2 separate regions of the Mus musculus genome follow, and region 1 is linked to region 2. The links are chromatin contacts, called in public Hi-C maps. All regions are on one chromosome and are shown on one strand. The core of a region is the stretch at or near the end of the contact, and the rest is flanking DNA. Distances in the headings are between cores, read along the strand shown.

The links. A called contact is a pair of places that touch in the nucleus more often than the background predicts.
Region 1: a contact with region 2 is called in a Hi-C map of the C2C12 cell line, with 3 times the contacts expected there. The contact joins the enhancer-like site here to the promoter of Rnf145 in region 2. A contact is called at or near these places in 1 of 39 promoter capture datasets (the C10 cell line), 1 of 484 Hi-C or Micro-C datasets (the C2C12 cell line), 1 of 115 datasets of contacts at active chromatin or transcription factors (large pre-B cells) and 1 of 9 other capture datasets (pancreatic islet).

The regions. Positions count from the first base shown.
Region 1 is chr11:44,365,187-44,371,053 of GRCm38.p6, forward strand. No RefSeq gene overlaps it. Among named protein-coding and RNA genes, the nearest start is that of Il12b, 32 kb to the right of the region's middle. Within about 2 kb of position 2,670, at least 27 of the 459 cell types and tissues checked have an H3K27ac peak or open chromatin away from gene starts, as enhancers often do. A contact at or near this core is called in the C2C12 cell line, where this site is marked.
Region 2 is chr11:44,514,780-44,521,037 of GRCm38.p6, forward strand. It overlaps Rnf145 (ring finger protein 145), which reads left to right and starts at 4,177. Exons shown (of 11, transcript NM_028862.4): 1 at 4,177-4,495.

The sequences.
Region 1 (5,867 bases), core at 1,420-3,919, 150 kb before region 2:
GACCCCTCTGCATGGATCATCTCAATCTGGTAACAACTCAACTGGGCAGCATCTAAAATTCTACCCTGTGAGAAAATAAACAGAATCATAATGTTGCAAAACTTGGAGTCACAGTCTATACCCCCAGGAACCCAAGTTTCACCACCAGTCCTCAAAAAAAGCCAATTCGAAACTCCCAAGTTAATAACAGAGAGCAGGAAAGGAAGATTTGTTCAATATGGCTTGTGGTGGTTTGAATGAGAATACACACACACACACACACACACACACACACACACACACACACACACACAGGCTCAGATATTTGAAAACTTGGTCTCCAGGTAGCAACACTGCTTGGGGAGGCTGTGGAACCTTTAAGAGGTAGAGCCTTGCTGGAGGAAGCACATCCCTCGGCATAGATTTTATAGTGTTTATCCCCCACTCCATTTTCAATTCACACTCTCTACCTACTTGCATTGTGAAGATGTGAGTGTCCAGCTCTCTCTGCCTCTGGGCCTTGTTGCTATGCCTCTCCACCATCAGGAACTCTTGTCCCTCTGAAATGGTAAACCAAGAAGTTGCAAGCAACCCTCTCTTCCTTAAATTGCCCCAACCCTCTCTTCCTTAAATTGCCCTTGGTCGTGGTGTTTAATTACAGCAGGAGAAAAGTAACTTAGACATCAGGAAGAGAGATAAAGAAGTCATGTGCCCCTCTTTAATACCTCTTTAAGGGCCCTGAAGAGAGACTCGAGTTTAAATAGAGAACTAAGAATACATACATCTAAGCAGTACTGGTCAAAACAGGGTCCTCCTCACTTTGAACTATCATTGTTCCAAGATGCACATCTGACAAGCTGTCAACACTATGTGGAAACTCTTTCCAGAACACAAGTGTCCGCTCTGACTGACTCCAGGCTCATGGTATTTTCCTTCTCCTAGCAAGAGATGTTGGGGGGGTCAGTTTTTCTAATAGTCAGATTGAGAGACATGAGTGTCTGTCTGTCTAAATGTCTTCATGCCTGCCAGGGCAGTTTCAAATACGGTGTGCCAATGTTGCAATATCAAGTGCGGCAGGTGAGATTCAAACCCAGGCAGTGTAAAGGTAGGAGGTGTCTAACCATCAGAATTCCCACTATCTGCTGGGTTCCCAGACAAAGAGTGATACTCATTAGACACTTCCAGTTTACCTCCCAAAGCTCTCCATCTTCACCACACACTCTCATGGAACTTTCATGAGAATGAGGTGCAATATAGTACTTACATGGCAGCTCTTGCTCTGATCTCCATTTCAGGAGAAGGAGACAAGTATAATTATTTACAGATTTCACCAAACTGAACTAACACCACTCAGACAAGCTGAGACCGCTCCTCATCTTTTCTTAAAGTCTACCCCTTCTTTTCTTTTTCATTTTTTAAGATGTATTTTCTTTTAAGTTGTATATATGGGGCACAGAAGGCGTGCATTTGAGTACAGGTGCCTATGGAGACCAGAAGAGGTCATCAGATCTTCAGGAGCTGGTATTACAAGTGTTTGTGAGTCCTTTCATATGAGTGCTAGTAACTTAACCTGTAAGAGCAGTCCCGTGCCCTCCCCAAGCCCCCTGCCTTTTCTCTTTCATAAGAACAAAAACTATGTTGTTGGAGATAATGTGCCCAGCATAAAAAAGAGGGCAAAGTTCAGACAACCTGGACATCTCCCTCCCTTGTAGGTAGATTAGAGGATAAATATCTGTCAGTATTTGTGGGATGGGTTTTTCAAAGAAGTGGTCTGAAATAGGTGTGCTCATCTAACACCATTACGTGCTTGCTATTCTTTTTCTTCTGATTCGAGATGCAAAATCAGGATCACCAGCAGCTACCTTTTAGCCTGGAAGCGAAATTACTGAGCAGAGCAGAAGCAGGCTTCCTGGGGACCTCACCAAGCTCCGAATTTCAAGGGATGAAGAGTAAAAGAGCTTTTTTAACATCTCTATCCCTTGGACTCTCTTACTTGAAGCTCAACACCATTCTTCACACATTTGCTTTGCTGTAACTGGGGATCATCTCTTCCGTGTATCCCTGAGTTCTTCATCTGGTCTGAGTTGGCATGGATGTCCCTAACATAGCATCTGGTCACCACATTCCTGAAGTAACTCTAACTCGTGACCCTGACTCACTTTCTACTCCCGTATGAGTGAAGGAGGTTAAGCTAAGAAAGTAAACATCTGCCCTGTAGAAGCTTTAGAAGCAAATGCACAAACATAATGGGAGGGATGAAGGATGATGTAGGAGTGTGGCTCCAATCTGGGCAGGACACTGGGAAGATCCAATGTAGTTAAGTGCGAGAGATGCTCTTGGTTCTCTCTCTCTCTCTCTCTCTCTCTCTCTCTCTCTCTCTCTCTCTCTCTCTCTCTCTCTCTCTTTCTTTCTTTCTCTCTCTTTCTCTCTCTCTCTTTCTTTCTTTCTCTCTCTTTCTCTCTCTCTCTCTCTCTCTCTCTCTCTCTCTCTCTCTCCTCCCCCTGCCCCCACTCCCCCCCCCCCCCGCAAGACAGGGAGCCTCTGTCTCAAACAACAGTGGTTTCATCCCTGTGTCTGAAAAACCAAGAGTCAGGGGTCAATTAAACATGAAGGGTGAAATCAGCAGACTGCTTGAGCCAGAGCTGGCTTAAAGCTTCTATGAAGCAACCAGCATTGCCATCTGAGACACTCTGGGAATTGCCTCACACATCTCCTGTTCCTTCCCCACATCTGGATTAGTTCCACAGGGTCATTAAGGCCCTGGAGCTGTCAGGCTTCCCAGGACCAGGCTGTTGGATGAAGGCATTGGCTACTGGAGAGAGCAGCCTCCTGGAACCTACGCTCCCTCAACTACACAGGAGAATTAACACTATCACACTCTGCCTCCCTACAGGGGTTGGCAAGAGCATCAAGGGTAAAGATGAACAGGAAAGTCATCTCATAAACTGTCACCCACACCCAAGTCATGTGTGTGTGTTTGTTTTTCTCAGGCCTCTGCTTCCACAAATGATAGAGAGTTCCTTCCAAAGCCAAATGTGTGTATTCACAGATGTCTTTTCAACACTTGGGCATCAGTCACTGATAAAAGGCTGTTTTTCAAAAAAAAAGGCGTTTTCAGACATGGAAAGAGTAGTTAAAGGATGGGGTTCTGCAGAATCCCAGGGAATGTACCCAGAGCTGTGGTGGGGAAAGCCAGAAGAATGGAAGAAAACATATGTAAGGATCACGAGAAAACACTGTTGGTGGAAAAGCAGAAAGAGTTTGTTTTTTGTTTTTTGTTTTTTGTTGTTTTTTGTTTTTGTTTTTGTTTTTTTTTTTTGGTTTCTTGCTTACTTAGGTGTGGCTCTTCTGAAGACACTCTACTCCAGCTGCAGGGGCCTTCTTTAGCTTAGACAGCAACTTAACTTACCAATAAATTAACTTAACAGTAAACTAATTTACCAAGAAATTAACTTAACAATAAATAAACTTAGTACTATTTTGGGAGCATTAGGGTGGGGTTGGGAGTAGGCAAGACTCTTTTGCTTTTTATTCTTTTCTAAGACTTTGGGTATTTTGGTCCCCCCCCCCCAAAATGTGTGTTTATATGCTTGTCAAGAGCTTAAAAGTAGCTATGATGAAAGGTCTTGAAGACTGTTCTAGTTTTTACTGCCCTATTAGTTTGTCTTCATTATCACAATGAAGTACCTGAGGTTGGATAACTTTTAAAAGAAAAGAGGTTTGTTCATGTCTCAATTTTAGAAGCTGAAGGTTCAGGTAACATGGCACAGGCTCTGATGAGGGACTCATGGTTGGTAGCATCATGATGTAGGAGAAAGAGAGAGACCTCATGATGTAGAAGGGAGGAGGACAGGAGAGACCAGTCTTGCTGCTTTTAACTATGGTAGCAGGAATTTACTTAGTACCTTGAATTTTTTAGAACTACCAATAGCCTAACTACCTCCCACTAGGCCTCAACTCTTAAAAGGATCCCTCACCTTCTGTACCTTCACATCGGAGACCAAACTCTCAACAGGTGAATTTTTGAGGGACACACTAAAATCCTCATCCAACTAATAGCACTCACTGTGCCCCTTGCAAGGCAATCATGAAATTAAGAGATTTGGAAATTTCTGTCCAATAACCAGGCTCTAGCCTTATTACGGATGCCATTCTTAGGAAGGTCAGTTGACAGCTGTCATCCAGCCTTGCCCAGGGCCTTATGAAGATCAGGAAACCAGAGGTTGGGTGTGGCTAGAGGACTGCCAAGCACAGTGTGAATTCCCACCGTTTGCCAATCAGAAGGGAAGCAATACTAACCTAATAACATTATGTCACAGAAGGAGTTGTCCATTAGCTAATTTACCCATTAGTAGCAATTAGCTTAGTTGCTTAGCTCATATCCCCACCCACTCCCACCAACAGAAAGAAGAACCCAAAGAGAAGGGCAAGGAAGATTTTGTAGTAGGAAAGAAAGAAGAAGAAAAAGTTAATTTCTTGAACATTAGGCTCAAAGGAGCTTAGCGGGTAAGCCAGCCAGGGGAGTGAACACTAAAATGTTCTGACTGTGTTTATTTTGTTTGCTCATTGTGCTGGCTGGTTTTATGTCAACTCGGCACAAGCTAAAGTCATCTGAGAGAAGGAACCTCAATTAAGAAAATGTCTCCATAAGATGGGGCTGTAGGCAAACGGTAAGGCATTTTCTTAATTAGTGACTGATGTGGGAGGGCCCAGACCATTGTGAGTAAGACCACTCCTGAGCTAGTGGTCCTAGGTTCTAAAAGAAAGCAGGCTGAGCAAGCTATGAGGAGCAAGCCAGTGATCAACTCTCTGGGTTCTCTAGAATCACAGAATTTATGGGTAGTCTCTATATAGTAAAGGAATTTATTGATGACGTACAGTCTGCAGTCCAATTCCAAACAATAGTCAGCAGCAGCTGTGAATGGAAATCCAAGGATCTAGCAGTTGCACAGTCCCACACAGCAAACAGTCGAAGGAGAGAGAGAGAGCCTTCCTTCTTCCAATGTTCTTATGTAGGTCTCCAGCAGAAGGTGTAGCCCAGATTAAAGGTATGTGCCATCACACCTTTAATTCCAGATGGCCTTGAACTGTCCTCTTGAGTTCTCCTTGTCTTAATCTTCTGGAATTCATAGCCACTATGCCTCAAGCTCTCCATACCAAGATCCAGGTCAGAAACTTCTATCTCCCAGCCTCCAGATTAGGATCACTGGTGAGCCTTCCTCTGCATCAGCTCTTGAGTCCAGATTCCTGCCTTGTTTGAGTTCGTCCCCTAACTTCCTTCAGTGATGAACAGTGATATGGAAGTGTAAGCCAAATAGGCCCCTTCCTTCTCAACCTGATCTTGACAATGATGTTTTATCCTAACTAGGATATTAGTGTAATGATGCTTCCACAGCATCAGAATATTGCCACACAAACACCAATCCTTCTTTTCTCTTTGCTACCATAGATAGCATTCCACCCTGATTCAGCTTCATCTTGTTCATCTCTACATGTCCACAGTTAACAATGGTCCAAAATTAAGCAATTCATAAATTTCAAAGAACTTATAGCATATTATTACAACTGCTCTATTATTTATTGTCATAAATTACATTCTGTCATGGATACATAGGAAAACGAAGGTGTGAATAGAGCTTACTGACACTGGTGGTTTTAGACATCCGCTGAAGGTCTTGGAATTTATTCCCTGTGGACACGAGGGGACCATTACACCTAACTCCCTTCTTATAATCAGGTTATCTCCTGGGTCCTGGAATGGACCATGCCAGAGATCCAGAACCTTGGTGCCTATTCTGGTGTTCTTGGGTGAGGGGTAAGCATCTAAATCAATTACCACAAGATGTCCTCAAGAAGGAGGGAACACCTAAGAAAGAAAGGATACAAAA
Region 2 (6,258 bases), core at 2,927-5,426:
GCTGCATCACCCAGATACTTGCTGTTTGAACCTTGCCCAGGTTACCTCTGCTCCAGCAGTCTGTCCTGGAGGGGGAGGGGGCATTCCACTCAGGCACGTGCTCCTGGCCCATCATGGCTAATAGAGACCTCTTGTTCTCTCCCTCTTCTTCCTCCTTCACTCTCCTCTCCTCCTCTTATCCCCATGGCCTCTACCTGCGACCCCCAGCCAGGTAACTAAAACCCTACCTCTTCTATTCTCCCCAGTAATTAGCTGTGGTCACTTTATTTAACCAATCATTTTAAATTGGGAAGCAAAATTTACATAGCATTATTTGGTGTGCTGAGATCTGCTCATCAGGGGCAGATCTTGGGGGCTAGTGTTTAGCATTTGAATTCATAGCAGCACCATGCTATTGCTGTGAAGAGACACCATGACCATGGCAACTCTTATATAGGAAAATTTGGGGGCTGGCTAACAGTTTCAGAGGTTTAGTCCATGAGCATCATGGTGGGAAGCATGGCAACATGCAGGCAGACACTAGAGCAATAGCTGAGAGTTCTATATCCTGACCCTTAGGCAGAGGAAATACTGGGCCTCGCATGGGCTTTTGAGATCTCAAAGCACACCCTCCCCCTCCCCCTCCCTCTGTGACTCCTACAACAAGGCCACACCTCCTGATCCTTTCAAATAGTGTCCCTGGTGACCAAGCATTCACATCTATGCACCTATGGGGGCCATTCTCATTAAAACCACCACACTCCCCTTAATGGGCTATATTGCCTGGTAACAATATCATTTTCTTTATACAATTAACTTTCAGAAAGAAACCATGAGGATAGTTAAGTAGAATGGGATTCTTGTAGACTTCTAGTTTAGGCAGTTGATTGTGAGTGAGAGTGTGTGTGCGGTATATGTGTTACATATGAGTGTACTTGTCTGAGCCTATGGGAGTGAACGATACAGACAACAAAAAAGGTTTTCAGTTATTTTTTTTCTCTCTCTGCCACTTGCCTAAGCTGGTCGATCAGAAAGCTCTTGGGATGCACTAATCTCTGCCACTCAGTTTTAGGGTACAGGCATGCATGTTCAGCTATGGCTGGCTTTTTAGGTGGGTATTGGAGAATTCAAAATGAGATCTTCAGGATTGCAGAACAAGCCTCATGCCCGCTGAGCTATCTTCCTAGGCTTTTAAAATTCTCAGTGTTGATTGTATAATAATTTTAACTGGATAGAAAAGATGTCTAAATACTCAGAGAAAAATAGTATAAGAATAAATGAACACATGATGCTTCTCCTTCAATTCTCAAGTTGGCTATCCAGGGTCTTTGGAAGTTGCCTTAATCGTGTGAAAGCTGCGCTAGGCTATCTCAAGTCTGGATTGCAAAAGCAGTGCCTCCTGAACTGGCCATCGGTTACCTGCAGATCTACCACAGATGCCCATTTCCATTTAGTAGCAAGCGTTGGCTCTATAAGAAACCTGGGAGCTAGTCTTTTAGAAGGGCTAGAACTGCAACAAAGATTCAAGGTTTAAAACACTGCCCTGACTTTCTCCTGGCAATTGGATGCGTTCGTATCTTTAGAACTTTGCATGCTGTTGTTCCCGGTTCCCTTAGTTCCCAGGCCAGTTTCTTTTATGAACAAGTTGTGGCAACTGGGCATTTTCTTAAGTTTGTTCCCATAAATTCAGTTCCTGGTTTTTCCTGCTTTGGATGGCTGAGTGACTCTTTCCAGGAAGTACTTACATTGTGACCCTTCTCTTCTATTCTGGTGACCCTTTCTTCAATCCCAGCTGGGTTTTTTTTTTTTTTTTTTTGTCTCTGGGATTTTCTTTTTAGTTTTATTTACATAGTAGCTCCTGGAGCCTTACCCAAACTGGATTAGCAGCAAGGTTCCTGCAGTAACCCTTTCATTACCAGAGCAATTTTCTTCACACATTGTTTTGAACTTCAGCATTTACAAGCCACTCCTGTGAAACTCAAAGGTAAAAGGACACATGATTTGTTCTTGCTTTGACATGTCCAGTGTACTTATGGTGGAGTGCTTAAGCTTTGAAGCCATTTTCTTTCTCCTTTAAAAAGACATAGAATGGCAAAGGGCAGAGGTGACCCCCCCCCCTTCCACTAAGGCAAAGCATGAATCTAATGAAACTTTTAAATATTGTCAAAACTCTGAAATTTACCTGAGGACAAAGGCAACCAATTCAAGTTTAGTGTTATATGCATTTTGAATTCTTTATTCTGTGTTTCTGGCCACATATTTTCCTGCCTTAGCCAGCAGTGAAACTTTGAGAGTAAAAGCCAAGGAAAGCTGTTGCTAGCATAGGCAGCTTCCTATTGCAACCATCAGCCAGTGAGGATTTTTACCTAGGAGGCTACATACAGAAGAGACTCATGAAACCACTGCTCTGTGATGTGACAGGTTTAATGGTTATTCCAAGGTGGCCTAAGGGATCCAAACAAAAGTGGCTATAACGAGTTATGAACAGAACCCCCAGAAACATTTAAACCCTGCTATGAAGCTAGTAGGTGACAGTTACCGATAATCATCAATTTGACAAAATTAGTCACATGGGACCATGGCTCCTGAGGACATTCTCTTGATTAGTGTGATGCCATTCCTTGGATAGGGCATCCTGCACTGCTTACGAGTGAGGAACATGAGGCAGTGAGCAGTGACATGCATGCATTCACATCACTCTCTGCTTCTAGACTCTGGGTGAAGTGACCAGCTGTTTCAAGTTCCTGATGCCTTAACCTGCCCCACGAGGGACTGTGCGTTAAACAGTGAGCTGAAACACACCCATTCTCCATAAATTCTGTCCAAGTTTTATCACAGTCACAGAAAATGGGAGGGAGATATGCTACTGTGAACTTTAGTGATGGCTTTGGCTACATATTACTTATTTTACATCTATGAATGTTTTGTCTGCAGATATGTCTGAGCACCACATGTTTGTAGTGTCCATGGAGGCCAGAAGAGGGCGTCAGATCCTCTGGGACTCGAGTTACCAGCTACACCTGGGTGCTGAGAATTGAACCTGGGGGTGGGGTGTTCTCTAGAAGAACAAAAAGGGCTCTTAAGAGCTAAGCCATCTCTCCTGCTCTGATGACCTTGTATATGTAGAGGTTGTGTTTACAGTTTTATAGCAGGGGAGACCCAGAGGTTCAGAATCGTGGGTGTATGTGTCTCATAAGCAGTGGACAAGGACACATAAACATCAAAGAATACTCATTTTGTCTTGTACAGATTGTAAGGTGGAGGCTCTTGGCAAGTTTCCGAATGAGCCAGAATGGTTGCAATGCCTTACAAATCACTTGGTGTTCATCTTCTGTTACCTAGGCACTGCCTAATGAAAGGCCACACTAGTTTCTAGTGGCAACTGATTCTCAAGGGACTAAACTAAAAGCAAGGAACAACAGAGCAAATGGCAGAAGGTAATAGCGAGGCAATGGTAATACAGATGAACGTAGTAATAGATCCCTGCAAAGATCAGCTTAAGTCCTCAGCAAGCTTATATACTATATAGACACAGATCCTGCTCTAAAAGCTTCTACATTTATAATACGGCAAGAATGTGCCATAGTATTAGGAGACTAGAGCAGAACAAAAGGGTTTCAGGGAAAGGGTGTGTGCACACTAATGTGGTTTGAACCTTGAACCAAAAGAAATGGCAAACCTATTTACACCTTTTATTTTCATACAGTAGTTAATCATTTGCACCAAACGAAGGAGCCGGAATACAGTCCCAGGGAGCAATTCCAAACCATTCACTCATCCAGCATTTTACTCTTCGTCGTCCCTGATGCCTTAGAGACGAGTCTTAGTCTAGTCAAGGAGAGAGTTAAAAATTGCTCTGGGTTTGCACGCGGCAGGGACCAGCCTTTCACATTGTCCCACGTGGTCCCAGCAGGTGAGTGTAGGTGTGGGCGCGTGCGGCTCGTGGTGTCTGCGGAGTGAGCGCGAACACGTGTCAGAATGGCTGGGGTCACAGTGCATGTCCCGGTGTCGCCTCACCCTTCCTTGGAATAGTCTGCCGGACCAGCACCAAAGAGAAGCCGGCGTTTCGGGCCCACTCAACGGAGGCGGTGCGGGAAGATCCCGCCGTGCGCGATTGTGAGTGAGCGTGGGCGCACGGGGGCCGGGCGATGGCGAGCTCGCGCGCAGGCGCAGAGCGCGCGAGCCGGCGGTCGCCGCAGAGCGCGGGGGGCGGAGCCGGAGCGCGGGGACCAGGCCATGGCGGCCGCCGGGCGCTGGTGCCGGCGCTCGGCCCGGGAGCGCCTTTGTCGCCGCGGAGGATGGTGACCTCACGGTTCGGGCCGCTTCCGCTGCCTCCGCCTCCCGAGACGCCGCAGCCGAGGCCGGACGCGGGAGAGCCGCCGCTGTGAGCCGCGCAAACCGGGCCCCCCGCCGTCGGAACCGAAGATCTCACCGGAGGGGCGGGAATCGGAGCCGGGCAGCAGCGGACACCGCCATCCCCAGTGCCGCCCCGCAGGCAGGGAGGCTGCGGCTCCAGGTGACTGCGGTCAGCCGGGAGCATCCCGCAGGCCTGCTGCCCACTGCGCCTCCCCTCCCCTCCCCCACCCTCGCTCCTCCCCGCCGCGCCCCCTCCTTCTCCGGCTCTTGGCCCCGGCCTGGTCCCCCTCCGCACCGCGCCCTCCCGCCCACCCCTGAGCAGCGATCAGTCTCCTGCGACCTCCTCGCAGAGCCTCATACTCGTTCCCGGGGCCTCGGCTGCCTCCTCACCACCTTCCATCCTTCTTTCCTCCCGCGCCTGGAGAGGGAGAGAACCCTCACATTCCTGAGATGCCCTCATTGGGGCTCACCCCTCTCTGCTCTCCTGTACCCCGGTTGCAAGGCCTTTCCCGGTCTCTCTGGCAGAGGTGTCCAGTCCGGGCTCCTTTGCTCAGGTTTGCATTTCTAACTTTTCGTCTTTTGCGTTTCTGTTCACTCTTTTTGCTTTCAAGCTTCTTCCCTCTTCCCTGGCGTCTCCTCACCTCGCAGCCCCTTAACTCAGCCTAACCATGTGCAGGCGGTGCAGGTTGCGGGTTTCAGAAAGACCTGCCAAGCCCAAAGAATAGGGGGACCCCTGGCTTAGTGTGCAGTGCGCCTCTCTTCAGTCACGAGCAGCTCATCTCTCTCTTACTGTGTTCCTTTTCCCGCTCGCCATCCCTGGGTTCGCCCTCTCCAGTTCTGCTTTCCCACCCTAGGACCTTTGTGGAATGAACCCCCTATTCTATCTAAGGGTTAGGAACTTGACTCATATAAGCGCGCCTTATGAGGCGCGGTAGAGCCAGCACCCTTGGCGAGGCAGGGAGCACCCGGGCTTCTCTTCCTGGCAGAGTTTCTGCTCCACGTAATCCCCTAGCCTTGGGGCTGCTGCGTCCGTGCCGCGCTGCTGTGCTGTGCTCGCTGCCTGCTTGCGGCGAGCTGGCTTGGGGTTACTACAGTTCAAATGTATCTGAGCAAAGCAGGCGGGGTTGGGGGAGGTGCGGGGAGAGAGTGAGATGGGGCGGGGGAAGGGGCCTTTGCAGTGGGAAGGCATCAAAGATTAATGGATGGCTTTGCATCTCTGTCTGCAGTAAACAGGAAACTAGTCTGAAAGGAAGGGGTGTGTGTGTGTGTCTGTCTTTATTTTATAAAATACCGAGTGTGCAGTTTTGTGAATCTTGAACCAGACCCAAAAGGATGAGCTGCCGGTGCTGCAGTCGTGACCTAGGCTGAGCGTCCAATGGCAGAGGTAGCGTTGTTTTCCTTCTCTGTGTCGGGCCCTTAGGTTGGACGATGGCTCTTTCACTGGAGGGTGGACTCTTATCTGTGGATGTGGTTTCGGAGATGATGAGGAATCACAGGATTGCTAGTAGTTTCTGTGGAAACCAAGTCCCTACAAAGTTAGCTAGCAACACAGTGGGAGTGGGGAGGATTAGCTATATTTAAAACGTGTGCCAGCGCTTATGTAAGGAAGTTCTCTTTCCTGGTCTCCTTTCTGGGCGGAGTTACTTTCGGATTTTAGGGTCCAGCTTCGCCCTCTCGTTTTTGTTTTTGTTTTTTTGTTTTTTGTTTTGTTTGTTTATTTTTTTTAAGGTCTCAGCATCCCAATGGATAGACAGCCTCCTTGTCCCCCATTTGCTTAGATTCAGTTTTAGTTGATTTAGAATTTGTTTGAATTGCTGGGAGCAGAGAAGGAAGGTTGATGGTGATGGTTTTGTTTGTAACTTTCAGCCCTAAATTATCTGTTATCAATTTAAGTCATCTTATTTTTGCTTTGTCTTTTTTAAA